Linked DNA regions of Mus musculus: region 1 is linked to region 2. A link is a contact called in public Hi-C data. All regions are on one chromosome and are shown on one strand. Each heading gives the region's core, a stretch centred on a gene start, on an enhancer-like site or on the middle of the called end of the contact. The rest is flanking DNA. Distances are from core to core; before and after follow the strand shown. Region 1 has its middle 47 kb from the start of Ccdc167. Region 2 overlaps Rnf8 (ring finger protein 8).

The links. Hi-C and Micro-C count contacts between places; a contact is called where the count stands out from the background.
Region 1: a Hi-C map of the G1E-ER4 cell line shows a contact between it and region 2, with 2.0 times the contacts expected there. The contact joins two enhancer-like sites. A contact is called at or near these places in 15 of 484 Hi-C or Micro-C datasets (ECoMG-derived neutrophils, the G1E-ER4 cell line, the N1E-115 cell line and 8 more), 3 of 115 datasets of contacts at active chromatin or transcription factors (astrocytes, bone marrow-derived dendritic cells and embryonic stem cells) and 3 of 9 other capture datasets (adipose tissue, liver and pancreatic islet).

Annotation. Positions count from the first base shown.
Region 1 is chr17:29,762,031-29,765,114 of GRCm38.p6, reverse strand. No RefSeq gene overlaps it. Among named protein-coding and RNA genes, the nearest start is that of Ccdc167, 47 kb to the right of the region's middle. Within about 2 kb of position 1,559, at least 3 of the 459 cell types and tissues checked have an H3K27ac peak or open chromatin away from gene starts, as enhancers often do. A contact at or near this core is called in the G1E-ER4 cell line, where this site is marked.
Region 2 is chr17:29,636,746-29,639,773 of GRCm38.p6, reverse strand. All of the region lies in intron 7 of Rnf8 (ring finger protein 8), which reads right to left. All of the region lies in intron 7 of Gm28043 (predicted gene, 28043), which reads right to left. Among named protein-coding and RNA genes, the nearest start is that of Gm20161, 20 kb to the left of the region's middle. Within about 2 kb of position 1,678, at least 30 of the 459 cell types and tissues checked have an H3K27ac peak or open chromatin away from gene starts, as enhancers often do. A contact at or near this core is called in the G1E-ER4 cell line, where this site is marked.

The DNA.
Region 1 (3,084 bases), core at 310-2,809, 130 kb before region 2:
TTATAGACCCCAGCCCCAGGAACAGGACCCAAAACCTGTTTTTACACATGAGAAGCCAAAGCTTGGTGCTATGAAGATGTTTGTCAAGGGGTAGTGAGGTTCAGATTTGAACTTGCGATGCCAGGAGCTCACATCAAGAGAAATGGCACCCACTCTTCCCTAACTTCCAGGTGAAGATGGGAAAGGAGTGGGGTGTGGTGAGAGAGGGAGCGGGGGTTCTCTTGGAGGGGCAAACAAGCAGAGCAGCCCAAGATCCAAAGAGCCAGAAACCCGCTGGCCCAGGCAACAGGCCAGGCCAGTCCATACCCCTCCTCCTCCTCCTCCTCCTCCTCCTCCTCCTGCAGAAACTCCTGTTCCACAAAGCATGGGGCCTCCTGATATTGACAGCCTTGCTGGATAGGGGCCAGGCCAGGTCACCCTCTGAGTCTGTAGCTGTGCTCTCGAGGAAGTGACTAACTTATTTCTGAAGCATCACATCTTTACTTAATGCCCAGGTTAGCTTCAAACTCAGTCCTCATGGGGTAGCTTCTAAACGTAGCGATCACAGGCTTACACAGGATCTGGCTGTAAATGTGCCCCACCACCCTGAGTTCAAAGAGTGTCCCACACAAGGGCTCAGAGACATGCAGTACTTGGATGAACCAGAGAGCAGAGGTCCCAGGAGGAAGCTGGGGACTTTCCCCACCCCTGGATCAGCTGGGACTGCCACCAGAAGCCCCCTGGCTTCCTGACCTGTATTATGTCTAGGGACAGAAGCTGCTCAGAAAGCAGTCAATGGCCTCCCAGACATCCTCGTGAGGGGTTACTGTTTTCCCAACAAAGCAGTGGTTCTCAACCTATGGGCTGTAGGGTAGCGTATCAGCTAGTCTACCTATCAGATTTTACATCACAATTCATTTTTTAAAAGCTTTATTTATTTATTTTATGTATATGAGTACACTGTAGCTGTACAGATGGATGTGAGCCTTCATGTGGTTGCTAGGAATTGAATTTTAGGACCTTCTGCTTACTCAGGTCAACTCTACTCACTCAATCCCTGCTCGCTCCAGCCCAAAGATTTATTTATTATATCTAAGTATACTGTAGCTGTCTTCAAACGCGCCAGAAGAGGGCATCAGATCTCATTACAGATGGTTGTGAGCCACCATGTGGTTGCTGGGATTTGAACTCAGGACCTTCAGAAGAGCAGTCAGTGCTCCTATCTGCTGAGCCATCTCGCCAGCCCTACATCATGATTCATAACAGTAGCAAAGTTACAGTTACAAAGTAGCAATGAAATAATTTTATGGTGTGTGTGGGGGGGTGGGGTTCACCACAACACGAAGAGCCATATTAAAGGGTCTCAGCATTAGGAAGGTTGAGAACCCACAGAGACAGAGAGGGGCTTAGAAGATATAAAGCAAACGGCTTACCAAAATGTTCTAGAAACACTATCTCGAAAAACAAAACAAAACAAAACAAAAATGCTCTACTTCTCTATGCAGTCGGCAGGACTGTAATGAGGGGCTACAAACCGTTTGGCCCTACATATGGTAAAGGGAGCAATTGCTCCCTTCCTCCATGGCCCCTTGACAGGCCTTTACTTCACGGCTTATAGATTGTGATGCCCAATGAAAAGCCAGCCCTTAAATATCACTAAATGAGAAAATTAAGGTGAGGCGGGGGAGGGTGTGCGGTGAGTTAGGCGGACAAGCATTGGCATAGCATAGTCTGAGGTACGCACCGTGGGATGGGGTGTGAGGGTCAGACTCCGGAGCAGGGCAGTGGGGTGTGAGGTCTCGGGTTAATGGGAAATGCACCCTGGCCGTTGAGTGATCGTTATCTCCGGTAATGATGCCTGCTTCTACCGCAAGGCGGCTAAGAGTGTGGGCGTGCTGCCGCCTGGGCACCAACCCCAACTCAGTCTGTGTTCCTCTGGATCCTTTCTCCCCAAGTTGCCTGTACAGCAGTTAGAAGTTGATAGCAATAAAGAGCATGACCCAAGTGCCCTATGCTCCAGCCTGGCTTTCTAGTGTCGCAGGCTAAGTCGCAGGGAAAGTGAGGTTAGCTTCCCCTGTTCCTGAAGAGCTCTCAGGTAAAGATAGGAAGGCAAGAGTGGTGGTGGTACACACTTGTAATCCCAGCACTCAAAAGGTAGAAACAGGAGGATCGCAAGTTCAAGGTTAACCTTGGTCACATAGAGAGTTCCGAGGATGACCAGGGATACAGGATACCCTGTTCCCCAAAAGTAAAACAAAAGCAGAAATGGAAAGATGGATCCGAGGTTAAGAGACCTTGCTGCTCTTGCAGGGGGGACCTGAACTCTGACCCAGCACCCATTCGGTAGCTTACAGCTGCCTGTAACTCCAATTCCAAAGGATCTGTTGCCCTCTTCTGGCCACTACGGGTACTGCATACGCATATACGTATGGTATGCAGACATGAGTGAGGCCATATGCATAAAATAGCTTTCTCACAAGAAGGAAAAAGTGGATGAGAGATTTCAGGTTCCTCTGGGAAGAGAATGAACCTGGGGCCTCCTCAGTGCCACGCTTCCTGCCTCCGCCCACTCTATAATCTTATTGCTTTGTGCAATAAACAAAGCTCTACTTTTATTTTTAAGTCACACCCACCTAGAATCTCAGCGTGTAATCACCTCAGAAAACTTTTATTACATTTTTAGTTATTTAGCAGGGGTATGTGTGTGTATGCGTGTGAGCACAACAGTTCACATGTGGAGGTCTGGGCGGAAAGTTCAGAAGTCGGCTCTCTCCTTCCACCGTGTGGGTTCCAGAGACCCAGCTCATGTTATTTGGCTTGGTGGCAAGTGCTTTGACCTACTGAGCCATCCAGATGTCCCAATACATTGTTTTAAAGCAAAACTCAGGGCGTTTTCACCTCCGCTGGGGCTAGACTGTGGTCAGCACCCTTTTTCTGCCCATCTCATTGCCAGGATGACTCCGCCCATCCACAAGACTCCACCCCCTAATCTCCGCCCATCCACACAAGACTCCACCCCTAGTCGGTATTCGCCTAGGAACCTCCCTCCCAGGCTAGCCCTCCTTCCTCTCCCTGCCCATCGCCAGGCTTTAGATAAATAAAATC
Region 2 (3,028 bases), core at 429-2,928:
GCTGAGCCGTTTCCTTGGGCACACAGTCCATACCCTACACGTTGATTTTGGGTAAACAGCAGTCTCAGGACAGGGCTCAGAGTCTGCAATCTAACACTCTCTCCGGTGAGTTCTTCATCAGTCTGAAGGCTGCTGACCCACCAAGCAATCCTGTCAAGGCTGGCTTCTAAGAAAGGAGCTGGGCAACATCAGATACACTTCCAGGGGAGCGGATAGACCTGTCTGGAGTCTGGGACCCTTGCTGGTTCTCTGTTCTCTACACCACCTTCCTTTAGCTAAACAGGGGTGGCTGAAGTCACAGGCAAGGTGGATCTTCCTAGGAGCCTTCAACTCAGAACAGCCCAACTCACAGATTCACGGTGCCTTCTCTCCACATACATTCATCAAGAGCTTCAACTTAGTGTTACAATAGCAAGGGAACAGGGGTGGGGGAGGAGGGTTGGGAGGATGCAGTCTGTAGGAGCCAGAGCTGAGAAAGAAAGAACAATTCACCTGCAGATCGTTTGGGTTCCTATGCCTCTCCTCCCATGCAGGGTGAAGACCCCAACCCTCCAGCTGTCTCCAGCCCCGCTTCCTTCATTTTCGAAACTCAGGGGAGTTGAGCACAGCACCTCAAGCCTAAGACCCCAACACTTGGGAAGTCCAGAGGGAGGAGGGCTCTGAGTTTCAGGCTGGCCTCTCAAACCCACCCTACAACCACCACAAAACCTGGAGGAAAAGGGGAGGAGACACGGCTGGGGAAACTGTGTGAACATAGTTAATCTAAGGGGAGCAGAGAAAACAGGGGAGGGAGAATCTGACAAGAATGGCCCTCCCCTTACCATCTCCCCACGGGGAATTTCAACCCTTTCCTTCAGAAGGTGCCTGCCACAGTGACCCCTTACACAGCCAGCCACAGTGACCCTGGTACAAATGTGGCATTTGAATGTGCTATTTACCCCACCTGCAAGGCATGCTTCTTTAATCCTGCTTTAATCCAGCCTCCTACTATCCCCCACCCCCAACAGCTAACCAGTCAGGAGGTGCTGCTCCCACTGGGACCTAAACCTACAGTCAGGGAAGCTGAGGAAGGCCCTGCTTTTGGAGAGCACAGGACATCTGCGTGAGAATCAACCAAACCCTTGCCCAAACACAGAGCCTGCGTTCTTTGTGTATTCGCTTGGTTTGTTGTATTTATATGTAAGGGTGTTTTACCTACACATATATGCACACCATGTGCATTCTTGGTGCCTAAAACAGCCAAAACATGTCAGATCCCTTTGGAGTTACAGGCAGTTGTAAGCCAGCATGTGGGTGCTAGGAATTGAACACAGTCCTCTGGAAGAGCAGAAAGTACTCTTGACCACTGAACACTCTTCCATTCCAGATCCTAAGTTCTTTTTAGAAATTCCCACGCACTAAGGAATAAACCAGCCTTCAAATGGCACCAGAACACTCACAGAGAGCTGGCCCCCACACTGCAGCCAGAACACTCACAGAGAGCTGAACACTCACAGAGAGCTGGCCCCCAGACTGCAGCCCAACAACGCTGCTGGTGGCTCTGGTACATCTTTTCCTAAATCAAGGCACAGAACCTTCTGCCTGTCTAAAGAACGGGTCGCAAAGCTGCACTTGCGGTGAGAACTGGCTGCCAGACATGCTGCGATCAGGGTGTGCAACAGGGCGTGGTTTCCTGAACAGTCACTCCTCTTTCCAGAGGCGCCCAGGGATAGCCTGCTTAGCCTCTGCAGAGAAGGGAGGAGGGACTGTGGTCCTTAGTCTATGCAAGTGACTCTCCATAAGAGGACAGAGACGGACTTGGGCTCTTCCAGTCATCAGCTGAACAACAACATAGGCTGGGCAAAGAAATTCTCCTGGGGGGGGGGGGGGGGCTGGAGAGATGGCTCAGTGGTTAAGAGCACTGACTGCTCTTCAGAGGTCCTGAGTTCAAATCCCAGCACATAGTGGCTTACAACCATTCTTAATGAGATCTGATACCCTCTTCTGGTGTGTCTGAAGACAGCTACAGTTTACTTACATAAATAAATAAATAAATAAATAAATAAATAAATCTTAAAAAAAAAAGAAAAAGAAAAAAGAAACTCTCATAGGCATCCCACCCTGACCCAGACAACACACTTCCGCTCAAAAGTCATAGCCTGCTCCTTATCTAATCTGACTCCCAGGAAGACAGAAGCAAGCCATTGGCAGGCCCCTCCCAGTTTTGGCTGTTCTGCAAACTGTGTCATGTTCTTGGCTTGGAAAGCAAGCAACCAGAAAGCTGTAAGGCTTGGCATAAACATGGCTTCCTCTACAGGATCCTCTCTCATCTCCACCTGCCCAGACCCACGTAAGCGGTCCTTCCTCTGAAGCCACACAACACCTTCAGGTAAGCGTGAGAGGAAGTGAGATGCTCTCTCTCTTCCCAGGGCTAGTGTCATGTTCCTATGGAAATACAGGTGGAAATGAAGAGCAATGGGCTTCTGCCAGAACCAAGGGCAGAGGTAAAACTTATAGAGACTCTAAACTGAGCAAAATACTCTAGCAGGTATCAGGAAAGCAGCAAGCACACACGTCAAGGGTCAGCTCACACTCCTAGCCAGGAACCCTTCCCACTCGGCATCCACAGCACCCAGCCCAGTCTCACACTATGGATGCACATGTGTCAGCAACAGATCCCTGTCCCTACCTGGAAAAGCTGGTTCCTGTAGGGCCACTCGACTGCTATGACCAGCATCTGGCCTCTATGCTGCCCAGCATCTCTCAGCTCAGGAGTATAACCAGGCCACCCCACCCCCACCCAACCCCCACACACCGGTCATGTGACAGCATCACAGACAGGAGCTGAGTTAATTTCCAATTCCCAGAAGGTAGCAACAGAACACGACGGCCATGGACACCCCGCCTCTTGTGCCATGGCTCTCTATGCAATACCCAGCAGCTTCCTTGTTCTGCACCAAGAATCTTCTGCTGCAACATGAAGGAGTGGCTTTCTGCGGCATTAACACAGCAAGCCCCTAGTGTGGCAGCATCACTTAAACCAGCGGTT